Regions from separate parts of the Mus musculus genome. Here all the other regions are linked to region 1. A link is a contact called in public HiChIP or PLAC-seq data. All regions are on one chromosome and are shown on one strand. Each heading gives the region's core, a stretch centred on a gene start, on an enhancer-like site or on the middle of the called end of the contact. The rest is flanking DNA. Distances are from core to core; before and after follow the strand shown. Region 1 overlaps Nsd3 (nuclear receptor binding SET domain protein 3). Region 2 holds the start of Plpp5 (phospholipid phosphatase 5). Region 3 overlaps Letm2 (leucine zipper-EF-hand containing transmembrane protein 2).

Evidence for each region. HiChIP or PLAC-seq counts read pairs in DNA pulled down with a chosen protein or histone mark.
Region 2: a contact with region 1 is called in a CTCF HiChIP or PLAC-seq map of CD8 T cells, with 6 read pairs. The contact joins the promoter of Plpp5 here to the enhancer-like site in region 1. A contact is called at or near these places in 2 of 39 promoter capture datasets (embryonic stem cells and liver), 1 of 15 datasets of contacts at CTCF or cohesin (CD8 T cells), 3 of 484 Hi-C or Micro-C datasets (effector CD8 T cells, natural killer cells and nephron progenitors), 2 of 115 datasets of contacts at active chromatin or transcription factors (both in embryonic stem cells) and 4 of 9 other capture datasets (adipose tissue, liver, macrophages and 1 more).
Region 3: a BATF HiChIP or PLAC-seq map of CD8 T cells shows a contact between it and region 1, with 6 read pairs. The contact joins two enhancer-like sites. A contact is called at or near these places in 1 of 15 datasets of contacts at CTCF or cohesin (CD8 T cells), 5 of 484 Hi-C or Micro-C datasets (embryonic fibroblasts, embryonic stem cells, group 2 innate lymphoid cells and 2 more), 6 of 115 datasets of contacts at active chromatin or transcription factors (CD8 T cells, the HPC-7 cell line, astrocytes and 2 more) and 4 of 9 other capture datasets (adipose tissue, embryonic stem cells, liver and 1 more).

The regions. Positions count from the first base shown.
Region 1 is chr8:25,652,669-25,655,368 of GRCm38.p6, reverse strand. The region is part of intron 3 of Nsd3 (nuclear receptor binding SET domain protein 3); the gene reads right to left. Among named protein-coding and RNA genes, the nearest start is that of Nsd3, 13 kb to the right of the region's middle. Within about 2 kb of position 1,263, at least 96 of the 459 cell types and tissues checked have an H3K27ac peak or open chromatin away from gene starts, as enhancers often do. A contact at or near this core is called in CD8 T cells, the HPC-7 cell line, effector CD8 T cells and 4 more, where this site is marked.
Region 2 is chr8:25,718,658-25,721,357 of GRCm38.p6, reverse strand. It overlaps Plpp5 (phospholipid phosphatase 5), which reads right to left and starts at 1,310. Exons shown (of 7, transcript NM_028000.1): 1 at 1,207-1,310; 2 at 983-1,091; 3 at 713-803; 4 at 121-184. The coding sequence starts at 1,268. Nsd3 (nuclear receptor binding SET domain protein 3) reads right to left here. Exons shown (of 23, transcript NM_001081269.2): 23 at 1,691-2,700.
Region 3 is chr8:25,577,105-25,579,804 of GRCm38.p6, reverse strand. It overlaps Letm2 (leucine zipper-EF-hand containing transmembrane protein 2), which reads left to right. Exons shown (of 11, transcript NM_001364069.1): 10 at 11-85; 11 at 1,001-1,315. The coding sequence ends at 1,063. Among named protein-coding and RNA genes, the nearest start is that of D830025C05Rik, 18 kb to the left of the region's middle. Within about 2 kb of position 1,359, at least 49 of the 459 cell types and tissues checked have an H3K27ac peak or open chromatin away from gene starts, as enhancers often do. A contact at or near this core is called in CD8 T cells, the HPC-7 cell line, regulatory T cells and 1 more, where this site is marked.

The DNA.
Region 1 (2,700 bases), core at 14-2,513:
CAGAATTAAGTCTGTTAAAAATCCTTTTGTGCCAGGCGGTGGTGGCACACGCCTTTAATCCCAGCACTTAGGAGGCAGAGGCAGGGGGATTTCTAAGTTCGAGGCCAGCCTGGTCTACAAAGTGAGTTCCAGGACAGCCAGAGCTACACAGAGAAAACCTCGAAAAACAAAAACAAAAACAAAAACAAAAATCCTTTTATGAGTGGGGGTTATGAGGACTGACTGCCATGAGGGCCTTGGGCACACTTTGGGGTGCAGGGTAGGGTGCTGCTTGCCCATCCCGACGTGCCACATGCCACCACTGTCCTGGATGCCCTTCTTTGTACCCAGCCATGTGACCGAATCCCACTTCTGGTACTTTGTGTCACAGCTAAAGAAGATGGTTTAGTTAGGGGTAGGCAGTGCTCTGTGGGCGGGTGTTTGGGAAGTCAGCACAGCATATACTCGTGCAGTGGTACAGACAGCATGTACAGAGAGTATTGGGACCTGACCACTGCTGGTACCTTCACATAGTGCTACCAAGACATGGTTGCCCAGCACCATATCTGTGCTCGCTCCATCCAGAGTTAAAGCGGAAGAGACTGCAGCAGGCAAGTGCCGCTGGCCAGATGTCAAGCAGTTCTACGACTCCACAATCAAGTGTCCAGTGCCCCAGTGCATGCTGTGGCACCAGCACAAGCCACGACTCAAGATGCCCCAACCTTCTCTTACACCCAGAGACTCACTGAGTAAGACTTCAGAGTCAAAGAAAGTCTTTAAAGTAGGGGCTATAAAGAAGGCAAAGCACTAAAGAGCACATTGCTCTTGCAGTGTTATATTTGTATATCAGTGATATACAAAAAGACCAGGCTTTTTTCAGCACCCACACAGAGGCTCACAACCAACTCTACTCCAAGGATGCAATACTCTTCCTGCACCCCAGGCACCACGCACACAGATGGGGCACATACACACCTGCAGGCAAAACACCCATGCTTTTAAAAAACTATGTACTTTTGAAAACTTTAAAAATATTGTTGGTGTGAAAAGGCAACGTGGGCATGCTGGCAGGTGGCACATGCTTTATTCCACACTCAGGAAGCAGAGGCAGGCAGATCTCTTCAAGTTCAAGGCCAGTCAAGTCTGCATGATGAGACCCTGTCACAGAGAAGAGAAGAAGGGGAGGGAGGGGGGGGAGAGAAGCACGCATGAGGCATGAGGCTGAGAAAAGAGAAGATGGCTGAGCAGATAAGCACACTTGATGTACAGGCATGAGGATGTGAGTCATATCCTCAGCACCAGGGTGAGAATCCAGGCATGACCTCATACGTCTGCCTGTAAGCCAGTGCTGTAAAATGGAGGCAGGACGACAGCTGGGTTTTCTGGCCATCAGCTAAACTGCAGATTCAGTAGGAAATCCAGATGCAAAGGGAATGATAAAGTAGACAGTGATATACAATGAGACACCCAGCACCCTCCTCCAGGTCAGTGTGTGTGCACAGGTGAACACACCTACACACTCACAGAGTAAACATCCATGCTACGTGACACAGTACTCAGAAGCCCAAAGGCTCCAAGTCCCAGATCATCCTGGGCAACACAGTGACAAAACAACAACAACAACAACAACAACAAAACAAAACACCAACCCTCCCCAGGAAAAAGAAAATCTTCATTTACATGTCTATTAATTACAAATATGCAGAGAAAAATAATTACCTCAAAAATGTTTATTTTCTGAATATGGTGTGCGGGTGTTTTGTCTGCACATATGTGTATCTATGCATCAGTGCCTGGTGCTCAAGAAAGCCTGAAGAGAACATCAGATCCTGAAACTGGAGTTAAAGATTGTGTGTAGGTGCTGGGAATTGAACCCAGGTCCTCTGGAAGAGTGGGCATTGCTCATAACCACTGAGCCATCTCTCTAGCCCACCTCAAGCTTTATGACAAAATACAATTCATGCTTTTAATCAAAACATGAATGATTTTTCAATTCTAGATTCTCAAATTACTAAGAGTAATATAAACAAATTTTCTAGCACTAAAATAAAAACTGGCCTCGATGAAGTCATCTGATTAGTGGATGAATTAATGACTCAAGCAGTGAAGACTGCAAATGCCTTCAGAGGATGAGCTCAGTTCCCACCCAGTGCACCTCAGGAAGTTCAGGACTCGGCTGTAACTTCAGCTCAGGGGATCTAAGCCTCCAGGGCACCCACAGGCTTGTGCACGCCTCTCCCTCCCCATGCACACATACAAGAAAGAAAGTTTAAAAAGAAATTTGTAAAAACAACTCCTTAATCTCAAGAGATTGCTGTCTTGTGAGGAGAGAAGAGGAGAGCCATGACTCTCGGGTGGTATCACTTTGAAAGCTCTTAAGCCCTCGATATAGATGGACAGGAACTGTTTTAGTTCAGGAATTGATTTAGACTTCTTTGACAACGCCTGCCCATTCTCCATGAACAGAGCTATGGAAGTTCCAGCACAAGGCTGACCTAACCCCTTTTCCCACATGTACTGCTCTGAGTTATGACTGCAGGGGCGCAGCTGGCTGTAGAGCAAGGATTAGAACGTGGTTTTCAGACTACTTTGCTGAGACACAGGATCCACCCCATGGATAGCTGCTTTAAGCATCACAGAAGGAAATATTCACTAGGTAGGCTGCAGAGGTAGCTCAGCTGTGCTTGCCTTACTCGCAGAGGACCTGGGTCCATTCCCAGC
Region 2 (2,700 bases), core at 61-2,560, 66 kb before region 1:
GGAGTTCTGGTGAGAAAGGAGAGACTAGTCTGAGAATCCGGGTAAACACTGCTTGAGAATGTGGTGGTGTGTGTGTGGGGGGCGCTCAGGGAGGTTTGAGTGCCAAGGCTTCTCACTTACCTGCCCACTATCAGTTTGATTATGTTGGTAAAGACACCATTCAGAGCTAGGGCAAGGCTGGCAGCTGGAAAGCAAAGAAGCCGTTAGTGCCATCTGCTTGGAGAAGAGTAAGCCACCACCTCATGAGTAGAGCCTTCATTGCTTTGAGATAGAACCCAACCAGAATAAAAACCCAAACGGCCTAGGGGCAGAGAAGTGGAGCACTGAGGAACACCTATGTGGCACCTGTGTTAATAGGGAACACCTGTGTGGTGTCTGTGTTAATAAGGAACACCTGGCCGGGCGTGGTGGCACACGCCTTTAATCCCAGCACTTGGGAGGCAGAGGCAGGTGGATTTCTGAGTTCAAGGCCAGCCTGGTCTACAAAGTGAGTTCCAGGACAGACAGGGCTACACAGAGAAACCCTGTCTCGAAAAAACAAACAAACAAAAAGGAACACCTGTGTGGCGCCTGTGTTATTAAGCACATTCTCATCAGTACTGCTTTTTGGTCTCATGGGGTAAAAAGACATACTTTAGGGGTACAGAGTAGCTGAACCCCATAGCTACTTGCCAACACTAAGACAGGAACAACTGGAACAAGGGCGACTTACCGAGGCAGGCTTGCTTGCTGTCGGTAGCGTCAGCTTTCCTTAGAAACTTGGCGAGGAAGATCAGGGACAGTGGAGTGAGAAAGGCAATGACCTGAAGGTAAAACACAGGGTCGGTAAAACCAAGTCCCTCCTGGCCTAAAGCACCAGCTGCCGCGCACTAACCAAGATCGGGGCTCAGATTGCCCACCAGACGCCTCGCCCTAGCCCTGGAACTCAAGGCAGGGGAGGAGTCCCTGCCAGCGGAGGAGGGCGGGAGGGCAGCTCACGCACAAACATGCGGCCGGTGGGGAAGTATTCCGCCTCCACGTACGGGTTCCTGTAGAGCCACAGCTCCTCGGGCTGGATCCGCCGCTGGAAGGGAGGGAGCAGCTCGGTCACCCTGGGGAGGAAACGGGGAAGATTGACAGGCTACCTCGGCGGAAGAACCTGCCGCCCCGAGCCGCTTAGGAAGTGCGAGCGCCCAGGGACGCCTGGGAGCGTTGACAGATCCTTACAGGAAAGCCACAAAGAGCAGGACCCGCACGCCCAGCTCGGCTCCCAGGGCCGCCGTCCCCATCCCGCCATACGTGCGGATCAGACGCTGACGTGGCCCCGGCGCGCCGTGGTTCCGCCCGCCCGGTGTCCAGCGCCACCTAGCGAACTCCGCGGGGACTGACTACCAGCGGGGCCTCCGGGCTACAGGAAATTCAGAGCTCATTTGCTGTGTTATGAGTACCACCTAACAGATCACCTTTGGGTCTCAAAGCAATGTGTCCTTCACCAACCACCCAGATCAGCTTATAGGACAAGAAAAGGAACGTCATTCTCCAGAGATGCTTCCTCTACAAAAGCAAACCAGAAAGCCCACTTTAAAGAAACTATGTCTTTGGAGCATTTCGAAGGGAAAAAACTGGGCTGAGGGTGAGTGGTTGTATTTTTGTGTCTCATTTCCCAGTAAACTGTACCATGAAATTACAGGTAAAGAACCAGCCCATATTCTTAAGTAGACCATACAGGACAATTTATTAAAGTCAACCTCAAGCAAGACCTGAAATCAATGGAATGCCATTAAAAGCTTTCCCACATTCTTACAGAAGCAGAAAACATATTTGAATTCTAAAGTATCTGTAAGTTAAAAAGGCAGGATTCCAGTAAATACAATGTACAAAACCTGTCCCACCAGCACACATCAGTAAGAAGCTCAAATGTTACAGGCAATCTCACATACACTACACTAGTTAACAGATATGTACAGGTTAACTAAGATGGTAGGCTCATACTTTGCAATAAGACATTGGTCAATAAACAAAATCCTTAAACTATATTTTGAAGTCATTAAACAGTAATGCCCTAGTAGAATACCCCTGGGGAACATTAACACTAACCCCTTAGTGTTAGGAGCGCCAAGTCACAGAAACTAAAGAGACTGACTAATGGATGTTGACACTTTGATATTTCACAGGTCTACAGCGTTCATTACAGGTAAATACAGATGTAAACAATCTATCAAGAACTTTATTCAAAGAACACAAGGTGAGGGTGGGATCTGCAGATATGTGTTTATTGTGTAATATTTAAATGGACACAAATGAATTTGCCATAGCAGTTGAAAATACACAAATCTTTGTATATAAAAAGAACTTTTTAGCCAGCTGTAATCAGTTAGCAACTTGGTTATTAGCGGCAATACAGTTACTTACCATAGGGTACAAAAAATGAGATGTTAATTGATAACAAAAGTGTAATTCCCTCATTCCCTTTAACTGACAAGAATTCCCTGTTGAGGCAAAATGGCAGATACTTGAAAGCCATCTGCACAGAGCAAGGCTCAGTCAGCAGGTAAGGAAGGCTTCTCGTCCCTTAACGGACGCAGTGAAGTCACAAGAAAACCAAGGACCGAATACTGACTTTGGCAACTTCTATTTTCCCTTGAACTTACAAGTCAATGACTTTCAGAGCCTACTGAAGGACAAACAATACTTTTCTCCCCCCTCCCCCATACACAAATA
Region 3 (2,700 bases), core at 110-2,609, 76 kb after region 1:
AATGTTTAAGGATGAAGAATTTATACAACTGCCCCCAGTACCGTCATCACTCATAGCACCAGCAGCAACTATTTCCAAAGAAGCAGTAAGTAGTCTAGAGGAACCTCTCCCCAGGTATCTGGAAGGGCACTGGGGCCACAGCATCATGCATACCACAGAACACTACAAGAGTCTTGCTGCTATCCAGACAGGAATGCAGGCTGGACTCGAGCGATCTTATGGCCGCTACCTCTTCCCCTCAACTGTCCCGAAGTAGAGGGGGAAAGTCCGCACCCTGCTGGAGCAACCCAAGCATGGAAGTCTAGAGCTAATTACACTATAGGCAGATCCTTAGTTTTATGTGTTAAATGCAAATAGTTCCCACATGTTATCTAGTTTACATGGGCTTCTGATGTCAGGAAATACAAGCAGGAAAGCAATTAAAGTTTCAGAAAAAGACACGTAAATAGGACATTTCTGTGCCCACTTCTCCCATTTGGGCCAAGTAATTTGGGGGAGGTGAGAAAGCACAAGCAAACAGTAGGAAGGTCACTGGGGGGGGGGGGTGGGTGGCTGGGGACAGATGAACTGTGTGTGACAGGTCCACCGTAGGCTCATCTGTGATCCTGTGGCTGGGCTGGCACTCAGAAAGGGATTCCATGCTTGTTTGTATCTCCATCTTTATTACCAAAGCAGTCGTACAGGTCTGAGTCTGTGGCCCCTGTCTCGTTGCTTTCCTTTGGGGAAGGTGGAGCACGTTCACTCTGAATGTAGTTCAAGCTTTCCTGGAACTCAGGCCAGTTCTACTTCCTCACCAGCCTCGACAGGGATTACAGGCTCAACACACATGCACGCACACACACACATGCACACACACACACGTGCACACACACACGTGCACACACACACACACACACTGAGCCTGGCTTGTGGCCATTAGTTTGATTAAGAAGCTCAAAGTAGATGCTTGCAGAATTTAAACTGTTTGTGACCAAAGCCTAAAGTGTTGTTTTATATCCAGATCCTCCAGGCCAAGTCCCAGGAGACCTCACAGAACAGCAAGGCTGATTCCAAAGGAGCCTAAGGATCCCTTGAAGGTGGCGCTCCCTCTCTTCAGTCACTCCGCTCAGCAGTGGCGTCCACAAAGGAATTCCAGCTAAGACTGTCTGGCTTGAGATAAAGGATCAGCCATTAAGTCGTTGGAGGCCTTGTGACCATCCCAGAGATGCAAGCAGTGACACCAAGTTCAGGCCATTTAGAGAAGCTTAATTACAGTCCATCTCTACTGTATAATTTTGTCATCTTACTAAACGTTGCATAAAGACACTCCCACCAAGTTGTGTTCGAATGGCTTCCTGTTTGTGTGAACTTGGGGAGGGGACTGAGCAGGGGTGGGGGTGGGGCTGTGGTTTCTAGGCAAGCACTGGCATTGAGCTGTATGTATTCCCCTGCCCTTTCTTTCACTTTTGTAAATGGCAAGGTAAGATCGGAATTGCCCAGGCTAGCCTTGAATTTTCAGCCTCCCTCACCGCATCTCCCAAGTAGCTAGGATTATGTAGACTTTATGTTACCAGGCCCAATTGGATGTGGACCTTTTAAGAGGAAATATATTTCACAATGGAGTCAGCTTGGCACCTTAAATACCTCTCTCTGCCTCCTGTGGCTTGGAATTGTTAGCCAGAACATGGAGACTCCCCAAACCACCTTTAAGAGCACCTGGCCGGCCTTTGTAGAGGGACTCCTCAGTAGAACAGTACCGTGCCCGAGGACCAGGACGGACGTGCTTCCCAGGAAAGCACAACTTCTTAGAGAAGTTAAACAGATAGTGATGCTGGAGGGACTGTCCCGTCAGAAGACCACTAAATCCTGCAGAGGGTCAGTGTCTGGTTCCCAGCACCCACATGGTCGCCACGACCAATTTCTAACTCCAGTTCTACAGAATCCAGCAACCTCTTCTGAACTTCACAGGTACCATTCATGGTGCACACACACACACACACATATATAAACAAAACACTTATATGCCAGACCGTGGTGGCACGTACCTTTAATTCAAGCACTCTGGAAGGAGAGGCCGGTGGCTCTTTGTGAGTTGGGAGTCCAGGCTGGTCTACAGAGTGAGTTCCAGGACAGCCAGAGCTACACAGTGAGACCCTATCTCGAAACAAACAAGACACAGACATCTCCACCCACTTCCCAGGCCTTGAACTCAGGAGTGCTGGGATTATAGGTGTGTGCCACTACCACATAGCCAATGAACTCCTTAATCATCATTCAAGCAACTGGACTACACCCCAGCCCAGAGCATGTACCTCCTCAAAATGCTCCCTAGTCATGGAGGACCAGTCCCACCCAGTGTGCTAATCAACTGACTTCTGTAGGCTGTGTTCATACACCACTCTGGGAAGCTGCCATTGCTCTAATCTAAGGTATCTCACAATACAACTTCCGTCTGGAAGTGGTGGGTTTTTAAACTTAGTGCATACTATAGATGTGTAATATGGGAAAGGGATTAGCTACTTAACTGGCTTAATCCTCTCATCTCCCTGATGCACGTGGATTCCTTCTGGCCTTCTCAATGAGCAAATGGAAGTAGTTAAGTCATGGAGTCTGGCCATTGAGGACTCCACCTGTGCCCCGACCCACCCCACTCCCATCCCCCATTTTACTTTTTTGGAGACAGGGTATCACCATGCAATCTTGGTTGACCTAGAACTCAAT